Linked DNA regions of Anas platyrhynchos: region 2 is linked to region 1. Evidence: chromatin contacts called from public Hi-C data. All regions are on one chromosome and are shown on one strand. Each heading gives the region's core, a stretch centred on a gene start, on an enhancer-like site or on the middle of the called end of the contact. The rest is flanking DNA. Distances are from core to core; before and after follow the strand shown. Region 1 overlaps CHRNA9 (cholinergic receptor nicotinic alpha 9 subunit). Region 2 overlaps N4BP2 (NEDD4 binding protein 2).

Region 1 (6,468 bases), core at 2,110-4,609:
AACAAGTGCTATGGAGGACATTGCTCTTTGGTGACTCACAGTGACTTCCTGGACTTACCAGAATTCAAAGTTAACCTTCCTGATGAAAAAGAAATCCTAACAAACCAAAGCTTCACAAGGAGCATTTGGATCTATCTGGTTGTACACGATCATTCATTTTGTCTATGCATCAGTAAGACCAAAAAAAAAAAAAAAAAAAAAGCAGATGAGGGGGATTGCTGGAGCTCAACCATGTAGTATGCATCAGGACACCAGCTTCTACCTGAATAAAATAAATGCCAATTCAACACTTAGCTACCAAAAAGTGTTTCTCACCTTGAAGCATCACGGCTGTGAACAGCAACCTGATAGAGACATGAGAGGAGGATGGAATTTTTCTCTTCATTTCTAGACCTTCTCACCATCCAAAAGTGTAACAAAACACAAGTTGCACAGCAACACAAAGTTGCTGTGGCACTGATGAGCAGCTAGGAGCAACTCAGTCCTCCCTCAGCAGCTGTCTGTCCTGAAGCAATGGTCTCAGCTCCTGCAGCTGCCTGGGGCTCTGATGATCCCTCCCTCTCTCCGTAACCTGAGAGCTGCCTCCTTGAAGCTAACGCTGTGCAAGACAACAAACAGATGGGATATCAGCAGGAAAACTGTATTCCATTGCATTTCTCACTACAAATGTGAGATTTGGTTTCTTCACAGATTGGACATTTCTCATTTCTTCGTTGGGCCAAGTTTTACTGCCTTTATGTTCAGCAATAGCTTCTCAACACCAGCCCAGTGAACCTATGAACCCTCACAAAAAAAAAAAAAAAAAAAAAAAAAGGCAGTAAGATTTGCCTCAGTTGGTGTGGTTACGTCGAGTACCACACATCCAACGTGTCACATAGCAAAAACCACAGCCTACCTGCTCGCACACGGACAGAAGTGTTTCCACCTACCAAAGTGACACCACGTGTAAGATATGCAGCTACAGCAACTGCCAGGCCTGACAGCACAGGCAAGGTTTGCAGAAGCACAACACAGCTGTGCAAGCTACAGCTTCCACTGGCAGGGACAACTCCGTGATCAGTCCATGGCACAGGAATCAGGAGCAGGACTGGATTCTGTAGATAAAATGCTACTTCCCAATGTAGTACAATTTCCCAGGTGAGCTTAACCAGGGTTTAAAAATGGTTACAGAATTACTGGAACAGCTTTTGCTTTTAGCAAAAAGACTCACAGGAGAGAAGTGTGACTGTAAAGCAATACCACGGCTGGACTCCCTTTACCCCGATAGCCAGCTCGTTGTTAGCTCTGCCTGTATTCCTCATGTTGCTGAGTTAGTTCCCTCGCATCGCAGGCATTTCCTTACAGGTTTATCACAAACAAGAGGAGGTGACTTCCTCCTTCCCATAGAGATAAGTCCAATGCCCCTCATCATATACTGCAGTGCCATCCTATTAGGACAGGTACCAAAATAGTCATTAAAATGGACAGATGAAAAGGCAGAATGAACTGTAAGTAAAAAAATAATTGTTCCAGAACAGTTCAGATACACACAAAAAATACTGTGTGTATCTGAACTGTGTCCCTAAAAATAATGTGTCCCTTCACAGGCACAATTTCTATGTAAGAGCACTGTGGAGATTTTACCTTTTTAAACCTGCTCCACCAGAGGCCCAAGCAGTGTCACTCTCTGGCTTGGCTCAGGCCAGTGGCAGGTCCCTTTTGGAGCCAGCTGGAGCTGGCTCTGATCTGACGTGGGGCAGCTGCTGGGCTCTGCTCACAGAAGCCACCCCTGCAGCCCCCCCCCTCCTACAAAGCCTTGTAACATAAATGCAGTACAAGTACCAGTCACTGGATAACGTCTGCGCTTTAGTGGGGTCTGTAAATCAGTGACATTTATGGCCAAGTTCAATGGGAAGCACTAAGTAATTTCAGTCAAAGCACCTGTAATGAAATCCATCTCCCTCACTTCAGTTGCTTGTCAAAAGGGGGGAAAAAATGGAAAATAGTTTAGAAGTCAAGAAGGTCAGAGCAGCCCTTAGGCAGCATGTTAACTGGCTTTTCCTGTGGGTAAAAAGGTGTATGCTGTCAGGTGACAAAAGTTAGGGACAAAGTTTGGGGGCGATACTGTCACATCAGTGCTTTCTCAGGTGATACCTTGAGCATAGTTTATCATTTTTGTCAGCAAGCAGCTACTGCTTCTTACTAATTACAAGGGAATGACCAAGGCACTGTTTTAAGTGTGCTGCTATAAGCACACAGGAACCGATATGAAGTTTGCTTTGCCACAGGCTGTGGGCAATCCTGTGAGCAGTTACACCTGCAGTACAGCTGTGCTGGGTAGCACAGCCTGATACACAGAAACTCACACAAAATCACATATTAAAGAACCCTGAACCTTTGTTTTAAGGTGTCCTTTCCAAATAAAATTGCAGGTTTTCAAAATAAGAAAATGAGGCATGCTTGCATGTGTTGATTACTCAGTTTATTCCTATGCACGGGTTTCATTTTATTCATTATAAGCTTGTGAAGGAATAGATCATAACCAGTACTTTCCAGTCAAATATATCCGGGAGTTGCCACATACAGGGCATGCAGGCAGTGAGCCTGCATACAAAAGACACTTACGATGCTACATTAAATGCAGTGCTTATAAAAAAAATATCCAAAAGCCTTCTCAATATTAGAGTTAAAAAAAAATTATCAGTACACCAGACCATTCAGCTTTTTTATAAGAAATTTAATCTGTAATTTTAAACCAAATGTCCCTTAAGTAGACATTTTGTGTAAAGAGTAATAACATTATTTGTTATTTAATGATCTGAGAGATTCATCTACAAACCCACACTTCCTTGCAATATAGTTTTAAATTGTGGCTTAATCTATGGTAATACAACTCCCAGATGAAACATCCCATTTAACATTTGAATGGAGCATAAATTTATACTCAAGCAGTTCTCTGTTTTTACAGTAATAAGTTCTGCTACAGAGTCGGGAACTGACACAAGTACAAAGCAGCTTACAATGATAATTTCAGAGTCATGGATGTTTGCAAGTCAGAAGCAAGTCATTAACCTCTCCCCAAACTAGACTTGCTTCCAGTGAAATCCGAAGTTCCCTCCTTAGAGTGCGTCCACCAGCAGATGGCCCTGTTAAGCCAGCCTACTGGTTTACCCAGACACTCCAAACTATCTTTGTTTATTGCATAAAATCACATCACATTTTAATCTACTTTGATTAATTTCGCTGATTATTTACCTTAAATTTAATACAAGATTAACAACGAAAAGATGTTCTTTTAAAGAAGATAAGCAGAAGGAACAGAACTACTTAATGGCTGAATCTGGCTCTTGGATCTGCCTAACACACCCGAGGCCAGTCACGGGAGGATCTCAGTGCGAGCAAACATAAATCACTGTCAACAACTGCACAATGTGAAACCATATTTAGAGCAGAGGCTGCTTCTGCTGAGGCAGAGATCAGTTAAGGCACAACATCCAACCCTAGTTGCATATGATTTTATTCAAACATTTGACTTTGTGGGTACACGTAAGGGCCATAAGCAGAGCAGAACATTGTTTTCATGTTTACATTCAGGGTACCATTCGTTCAGCAGTACACTGAACCTGTATAACACTCACATGCCATGCAACTTCTGATGGTTGTATGGACAAGCACAGGTTGCAATCAAAACATCAAAAAAATGAATTCAGTGTACTGCCTTGTAAGGTAAGCTTGACTTTGCATATACCTTAAGGACAGACCAAAGTCAGGGGGAGATATTTTCATATTAATAACTTCCAGTTTTACATATTTATCTTGGACAAACCACAAACAAAGCAGGAAAGAAGTTTAAAAACATTTTAAAAGTTTGTTCTTTCAATTAAAGATACCTTTACTCTCCTGTCTAAATAATTATTTGTTCCTGAAGCTGAGGTTTTGACATGTACAGTTTCAGTAAAAGTTTCAGACTTTTTTTAAAAATGTATTTTCATCCTTTTTTGCATGGAAAACATTAAGAGTTTAAGCCTCCAACTGGAAAAGCTACAGATACTGTATTATCACAGGCCTCAAGGCTGTCTGCACCATTTATAATCCATCCCTTCATCAGAGAACAATAAAGAAGAACAGATTGGTTTCTAAGCACAGTTTGTAAGAAGTGTCTCACAGTCTGCTTCTACTTGCTTTCCTGCCAATTTTTCTCCCCAGAAGCTGTTGTGTTCACATTCTTCACAGCATTTGCTACAGAATATTATCTTATGATGGGGTCAAGCAGCACGCTAACTCCTCAGAGTCAAGACTCCTCTCCTTAGACGAAACAAAGTCCTAACAGCACAGGTAACAACAGCTCTTCTTGCCAGCAGAACAGCCTTACCGTGCATGCTCTGGAGAAGCAGAACACAGCACTTCATTTACATGCAGCATGTTTCTCTCCACCTCATTTTCTCAACCCACCTACTGCTTCCTCCTTCCTTCTCTCTCAAAATCCCCTACCACCTGAAACTAGCATACTCATTCATATTTTCTTCTTCTGTCATACACACAAGATAGGAAATACACTAGGAAGTGTTCAGCATGTTAGGTCATGAGATGATGTGGAATATTAGCCACATTTTCCAGAAACAGAAAAGCCTAATTTAAATGTCAGTCTTTTTTTTTTTTTTTTTTTTTCTGAAAGTAAATTTAATTTTTGGTCCACTTACACATACAGCTCTACCAACCACCTTGCAGCACATGAAGCAGAGGAACCTTTTGTCCTGAGAAGCCTTGCATTGTTTAGTAAGATCTAAATTGCAGTGCATTCATCCTTTTTCACCAGGACAGGGTATTTTATCTGTTCTTGCAAAGCATTCAGTATCTGCCAGGGTTAAGAACAAAGCTATTTTATAGCTTTAGCTGTCAGAAAGCTATTTTATATACAGCTCTCTCTCATTGGGGTCACTTCCAGCTTTAGATCATGCCTTTGAGTGGCTGATCACAGGATCTATGCTCTACGGAAAGACAGCCAGTCTGATGCTCTAAACCAAATTGGATTATTATAGAAATTTTTTACCCAGTTACAAGAGTGTAGAGAGACTCAAATATCTTCTGCCTGATTGCTCTTGCGACATGGAAGACAACAGAGTACCTCAGCCTTGAGAAGTAGAAGGAAGCCCCCCAGGTACTGTGGTACAGGCAGATGACAACTGTAGGATCCCCCGAACACAATTCCATCGGCTCAGGTGGACTTCACAAAAACTGACCAAACTCAGAAGTTTACTGAAGACAACTAAAGGGCAGACATCATTTCAGATGCTAACTCAGAGGTAAATTTTATCTTTAAAATTCAAAGTGGAGGGGAGGGTCAGAAGTAACATCCTTATAAAGAGGTAGCAAAACATTGTATACATGAGGGAATCTACATAGAGGCAATCCCTAGCACCCCCTAAGATAAATGCTTTCCTGGTAAGCTCACATCTACCTTGCAACACAAACTAAATTACATCTAAACATTTGTATCCTTATCCAAGTTCCCTGCAAAGAGCTAAGATTAATATTGTGTACTAATACAGAGCAGCTGGCTGCAAAGGCAGGATGCCAAAGATAAAGTCAAGAAAGAAACCAGACCATAATGTATCAATCTAAACAGAACTCCAATTGCAGCATGACTGCTACCGCAGTATTCATACCTGCTACTTGGCCAGTGTTGCACACAATTTTGCTTACACTGTAAAACACATCTAGACAGACACTAAGCAGACATTTTTGTCACAAATTTTGGCATTACCTAATTGTTTCAGCTCCATCTAATCATACATAACAGTCTACCCAGGGAATTTCTCCACATTTCCAGGATTTAGAGGAAGAAAAAATTGCTTTACTGAGAATATAGATAGTTCCCTTGACAAACCACTCCAAGAGTGGTTTTCTAAACTCATTAAACTAATTTCCAAGCTTACAACTACTGCAAAGTTGCCTACTTATATATATATTCAGAAAAAAAACTCTAAATTACCACAATACAAAAGCCTTATTTGCGCATAACAAACTTCAAAATAGGATGAGACAAGCACTAACTACTCATCTCTGAGGGAAAAGAACTTTTTATAAGTTCTAGCTATTGAAGCTTCTTACAGTATGTGCATACTTTCATTCTTCAGGCTTCCTCCCAAGATGCATCTGAGGCTGGGAAAATTTGTTGGCTTTCCTTTTTAGCTACTTTTCTGAAAAGTGAGTTTTGATCACAAGAATGCTAGCATAAACCCAGAGCAACTCTACCTTCAGAGAAATTATTCTGGGTTTGCACTAATATTAATACGACCAATATTGATTTCTTAAGTGTCCCTTTTGAAAGCAGCTTGACAGGAAAGAAGTGGCAGAAAACAGAGAAGACCCCACAGAAAAGAGATACAGACCTCTCTACTCATCTAACCAAAAATTGTTCATTAAGTCACTGATATGGCAAATCAGGTTGACCTCCAAGAAAGCAGCTCTGGCTTCATCTCTAACAGC
Region 2 (6,468 bases), core at 1,070-3,569, 56 kb after region 1:
AGAAGAGGTCTGTCACGGCAGGGAGCTCCCCTGTGGCTTGTCTACATGCCACTGCAGACGCAGTAAAAAAGGGCAATCTGGAATGGAAAGGATGACGCACAGGTGAGGAAGCCTGCTTTAGAGGTGGGAGTTGGAGGCATTGCCTTTTGAGTTAGCAGAAGTCAAGCAAACACGTAACGCTCCCACAGCCTGACCTGACAATACAACCATTCCTCCCATTCACAGATCAAACACTGATTAAATCTGTGGCACATGCGCAGGATTTCCATTGTTCGCTGTGCTGTCTGGTGTCTGCTGCCAGCTATGGCAGTGTTTCATGGAGTGGAGGTAAGCGTTTCTCAAGATAACACAAAAATAATAACGATTCACATGGTTGCTTACAAAGCTTTTAAAAACAAGTGTTGTCATGGAAGCACTGCCACACTCAAATGTCCTACAGCCCGAAGAACGTAGCAGCTATCACATCCTGATCAGACAGAGGAAATGCATCAGCGTTTAATATTTTACTATTATTTTAGCACACTGCAAGTCAGGTCAAATGTCTCCTGAGCTGTATGAAAAGCATTCCTACTCACAGGGAGGACACAAATGTAGTTTCAGACCCAACACCACGACAGAGGATACAAAACAGCTTAGGGCAATAGGGAGGAAAGCAAAATGGTGTCTTTTATCCTTTGCCCCCACTCCAAAGCTGCCTCAGTCTTTTATGTTTTCACAGCTTGGGTAGCAAGTTCAGATAGCACGACAGCACAAGGGTCTCAGGTCATGGGGACCTCTGGTGGCACTGGGGATACACGGCTGCCTTTGTCAAACCCTGAAGTGGCAGAGAGAGCCTAAATTCTTGTCTCTGAATAGATGCCAAAAGCCCCATTTGTCCACCACCAAGCTACCAAAACTTCAAGTCCTTCCCTTCCTCAGAATCGGCAGCACAGTTTTCATCTCAGTCAAGAGGAAGATGTGTGGCCCTCTTACAACATGAAAGCTACGTAAATGAAGCTAACACACAAAACAAGAAGCAAAACAAACAAAAACAGAACCTGGCCGTGGGACAAAACATGCTACTCACAGGATGTTGAGCCCTACCTACCACATGTATTTAATTCAGCAAAACCTCTGAATGGCGCATCCTGGCAGCAGTCTGCTTCGAGCTGCTGCTTTGGATACGTCAGTGCTGCTCTGTGGGGGCTGGAGGAACGGGGCTGCCCCGACAGTAGTGCCCCAACCACTCAGGATACCCTACTACACAATCCCGCAGCACCCCAGGATCTCCTGGACATCTCCATGCTACCCACCCACCCATGACCGATTGATGACCTTCAAGGTCCCTTCCAACCCCAGTCATTCTGTGACTCTGACACCCTTCCCTATCAGCTCTTACAGATCTGCCCTAGCATTTACCGGCCTCCCAACTCACCTATTTCTGTGTCCCATAGCTTCCCCCAATATATTTTCCATTGAGGTGTAGGAGAAAAAGGCTGGGGATCTGACTCAGCATCCCAAGTGCTCCAGGTACTCCCCAGCACTCGGGAACATGGGACAGACCAACCTCAAGGTTGGGAAAGGCTCCTGGATCTGGCAGAAGGGTGGAAAGGGTAAAGGGGCACCATGAGGTTGGCAAGAAAGGCCCTTTCTCAGGGCAATGAGTCATGAGACAAGAGAGCTGTTAAATACCACACTCCTAAAAAGCTAAAGCTCCCAACAAGCACTCCAGACAAACACATGCCCTGTGTATGTGAAAGGCTTTCTGAGAAAATCCTCAAAAGACAGCATTTCCAGGACATACAGAAACCAAGCAACCTTAAAGAAAAGGGGACATTTTATCAGGTGACAACAGTTAAGAAGCCATAGCTAGCCCAGCCAGGCTCCGTGACACATAAAGTCAAGCAAAATCAAGAGAGTCCTTCCCCATGAGCTTTCAGGATGACTCCGCCACCAGCAACACCCACGGCGGCACAGGACTCCACAGAACAGCACTTCTTTCCCTGCCAGGCTCTGAACAGCAGCCAGACAGCCAAGCTACAAAGAGCAGCGCAGGGCAGCAGAAGGAGAAAACCCAACGTTATCATCTCCAGATCTAAGCACAAAACGCACTTCTGGGTCTTGCCCATCTTCAGCAAAGAACAGCAATAACCTTTTGAAAACAAGCCCAACCCCACCCATACGCAAAGAAAGAAAAAAAAAAGTCGCCAAAACAATACTCTGAATACAGTACTCTTCCTCTGGGGAAGAAACAAACAGCACGTGATGTGTAATAACATCCTCCAGTGCGCCTCACAGGGAAACAACAGCTCAGGGAAGGGCACAGCAAAAGCTGCTGCCACCACCACTCTATGTCATTAGCAAGGGCACCACCTATTGTCACAATACCTGATGTGTTCCGCCAGCACGTACCACTTTTAATTGCATGTTAATTATTCAGGCTGAAATTTACTGTTTGCCTGTAAAAATAATAATTAAAAAAAATATTACCCTTTAATTTTTGATGGTAACGTTCAAACCATTTCCATAGGGAAGGACAAGTTAGAGTACTCCACCTCTCGTATTGATGAAGGCAGAAGGACTTTCAGAAATCCTCAGAGCACCAACAAGTAGAAGTTTCCCAGCTGTAAGCAGAGAGGAGCTCAGAGGCGGCCCAGCACACAGGGAACTAAAGGCATAACCAAATCAGCAGCTGTCGGATCAGGACAGACTGTTGTAGCCAGGATAGGAACCATGCTGGGTCTCCGTGTCCAGCACTGTGTACAAACACTGCTGTCCTGCCTCCAGAGAGTAGCAGTACCTCCACTTTAAAACACTGCAGTTTGAGAAAATAACCCCCAAGGTGGCCCTTGCTGCCAGAAACAGGAATCAGTAAGTAATGAAAAAAAAAATAACTAGACGTTACTCAGGCTGTGGTATGTAGCTGTGCCTCCGAATCAGCCATGTCAAATCTAAGCTAGCTTCTACCAAGCTTTCATGTTTCCAAACCCTGTTTTCCCTGCTCTTTATCAGTTTTTTAGTTGGGGCTTTGCTGTACAAATGCACACAAACCTGACTTGTTTCTGCAGCGTATCCAAGCTATAAGGCAAAGAAATCATAGGAACAAGTCTGCAGGAGCCAACTCACGTCGAAGTCAGTCCCCAACCAGAGCTACTGAAACCCGCTGGACTCCAGCCAGCACTCCGCTCTCAGGTGTCTGCCCACCCCTGCAGGAACACGATACAGCAATACCCGCACTCGATCTGCACCGAGCAGCCTTGGGAAAAGCTAGGACTGCTAGCTATAAACCCACAGTCACACAGCAATTGCTCTTCCTCAGAATCCATCCAATTATTGCCTCTGACCTAAGGGGTCTCACCAAAGGAGGCCTGCCCAGCACACTTTCCTCCACTGATAAACCATCTTTACAGTGCTCCTACCTGCCCCTCTGACGTACTCTGCCCGCACTCTCCTACACAATAAGCTGGGCCTAAGCAGCTTCTCTTCAGCTACTTCAGGGGAAAAAAAAAAAAAAAAAAAAAAAAAGGAAAAAAAAAGAAAGAAAAAAAACAACCTGAAACCATGACCCTCATTTTCAGTAATGTGAGCATTCAGCTCCCACTCACATCACTTAAAATCAGGCCACAAATCTGTTCCTTTTTACGCCTGCAGATGGTTGCTTTCTCTCCCTACAGATGGTATCCCAAAGCCAGGACAAGTGGCTTTCATGCAGAACTCCGAGTCTACTATTTGACAAAATCTGATACGAGCTGAAACGCAGTCTTCCAAGGAGAGACAGAAGGCTACACTTGTGGCAAAAATTCTTTATTAAACTAGATTTTGTAAAGTCCTTTTCACATTAGAAATTCTAAATGCAAATTACAAAATTGTATTTCAGTAAAAAATGAAAGTTATAGTTAACAGCAAAATTACAACTTTATACAAATAAAAAAAATATTTTTTTTAATTTTTAATTTAAAAATAGACATTGATATCTTCCAATGTACTGGTCCTAACAGCTTTTACAACTGGTAGCTGCAATACTAGGTCTTTTCACATGCATATTCACATTGTCATTCAATGCTCAGCAGGGTATTTAGCTGAAATGCCATTGAAATAGTATGATCAGTTGGGTTTCCATTGGAGTTCTTTTTTACTAAAAATATTTTTGTTCAAGAAAAAAGGAAGTAATCATCATACACAGGAACTGTGGTGATGAACACTTGTTTGTCCATGTCCATGCTATATCCTCTCCCTAGCTCTGTGAAGAGAGCAGTATTATTCTAGAAATGCATTCAAAGATATAAGCATGAGCAACAGAGAGCCTATGTATAATTTATCATAGTACATTAGTGATGATCCTGCTTTGCTATTATCAACAACAAAATTGTTTTCTTAAATACCAATCGTATTTTGTGGCAAGATGAAATAACGATTTGGTTACTCTTTACTTCCTCAAGCACAACCTTGTTCAGAGTCCATGTTCGGCCGATCTTTACAAATCTCCCCCGACACCGCATGTGCTCACAACGAGGTTAAACTAGGGCATGTGGACATAGCCTAAACGGGGACTCCCGAGTCTCAATGGTTTCCCACAGCCACAAAAAAAAAAGTTAAACTTTGCCTGAGGTGTCCTTCAACAGGCCTATAAAAACATTAATTTTAAACAAAACTGTTCCACATACTATTAAAAATAGAATCCAAGTTCATCCAAGTATTACCAAGGTATTGTTTAAAAATCACTTTTGCCCCACTGCTTTCATAATTGACTGAAATATATTTTAAACACCCACATTACTTTAGAGAATAACCATCTCCGTTGTACTTGTGAGCTTGCTTTCTCTTCTTTACTGTAGGGTTGTTCATCAAAGCTGGTACTAGCATTAAATTTTGCATGAAAAAAAAATATGAGAGTTTTCCTAAATTAAAAATTGGACTAAACATTAACATGTTTCATAGAAAAAGAAACAAAAAGTCATATATTAAGAGGACAGCAGCCATCACAACCACATGCTGATGAATAATAGATTAAAAAGTGGTACACAATATAGGTATTTGAAAAGTCGCACGTTACTTCAGAGTGCTGGTGGCAATACTACGTGCTACTTTAATTAAAAATAAGATTTTTACATGATATACCTCAGGACTCTCACCAATGCAACTGCAAAAGACATCAGAAAGGCTGGAAGTTCTAAAACGTAGCCTACTTTCAAATACCCTTTTCAAACAACTATATTTGAAATCATTCATCCCACTATAAAATATTCATCCCATTATACAAACAATCAAAGAAATACAAGGATTCCGGTGTGTTTTTATGGACAGTTTGGCAAGTGTTTGAAAGCATGGAGTTCCTGAATAATAAAACCCTACTTTCTCTCTCTCCACTCATCATCTTTCTCCATTCTGCATTCAGCTCAGAACAGTTTCTAAGCACACACTTCAGCTCCCGTGGAAGAAAAAGCCTGAGCTCATCATGTTTTCTCTGAATTGGAACTGCAGTGCCTCATCCCGAGCCACTGAAGCTGAGGGAGGTTTTATCTCCCACTTCAATAAAAGCAAGACTGGTTCTGCTTGTGTTACAGTTTTAAACTATCATCTGACATCAAAATTCAGCCTGTAATCAAACAACTTTTAATTAGGAAAATGACCAACTTATAACCAGGTAAGGCATTCAGAGTACCTCAGTGAACCCATGCCCGTACCCAAAAGGGCAATGGACAGAGGGAGAGAAAGAAGAACTCCAAACTGCTCCTGAGCTATGCACTTCTCTACTGACTCTGACGGATGGGAGAAAACTGCAGTTGGGGTGGAGCTGAGGTTTTGCCTTGAATGTATTTATGCATTTAACCAAATAGGAATAAAGAGAGAAAATAATTATAGGGAGGGCCACTGAAGCTCAGCAGGTACAGCTTCTTTCTAAGAGTCCTAGCCCTCCTCATGAGCCTGTTTATGCACTCCTATAGTTTAATCTCTTTCACCCCCCTTGATCTTGAATTTTTAGCTTGCAGGAGCAGGTTTGACAGAGGCTCAGAAAGCAGCACTTCGATACCCCAACCCCACTGGTTATGGTATTTTCTGGGGAAGTGAGAGTCGAGTGCAATCGCCGTCCCCCTGCTAAGCCAGAAGAAGGTGAAAAGCTGCATTTCTCACCTCCAGGGTAAGCACGTCAACAACTAGGCTATGACGAACAGATGGGCAAGACAACAACTTCTTCTGCTCATCTTTTGAGCTGAAATCTACGCTGTTTTCATCCATGTCAGGAACGATGCGGATGTACTGAGGGAATCAGGCCCCCTCCCAAAACACCAAGAGGCACGGGCACTTCCCCACATACAAGCGCATCACCACAGAGCTTCAGCACCCAGCAGCTCAAGGCGTGACACGTTGGGCACACGTAGGGCCTTTGTCGGGCAGCTCTGCACCCAGGCCAACCAACAGGGTCTGTGCCTCAATGAGCTGCACCTCCATTCATTATAAAAAGTAGCACTAAGGGCACTCTGCTCAGAA

The links. A called contact is a pair of places that touch in the nucleus more often than the background predicts.
Region 2: a Hi-C map of liver shows a contact between it and region 1, with 3 times the contacts expected there. The contact joins two enhancer-like sites. A contact is called at or near these places in 2 of 8 Hi-C or Micro-C datasets (liver and skeletal muscle).

Annotation. Positions count from the first base shown.
Region 1 is chr4:55,708,907-55,715,374 of IASCAAS_PekinDuck_T2T, forward strand. The region is part of intron 2 of CHRNA9 (cholinergic receptor nicotinic alpha 9 subunit); the gene reads right to left. Among named protein-coding and RNA genes, the nearest start is that of CHRNA9, 12 kb to the right of the region's middle. Within about 2 kb of position 3,360, at least 2 of the 8 cell types and tissues checked have an H3K27ac peak or open chromatin away from gene starts, as enhancers often do.
Region 2 is chr4:55,766,127-55,772,594 of IASCAAS_PekinDuck_T2T, forward strand. N4BP2 (NEDD4 binding protein 2) reads right to left here. Exons shown (of 18, transcript XM_038178168.2): 18 at 3,768-6,468. Among named protein-coding and RNA genes, the nearest start is that of RHOH, 7.8 kb to the left of the region's middle. Within about 2 kb of position 2,320, at least 1 of the 8 cell types and tissues checked has an H3K27ac peak or open chromatin away from gene starts, as enhancers often do.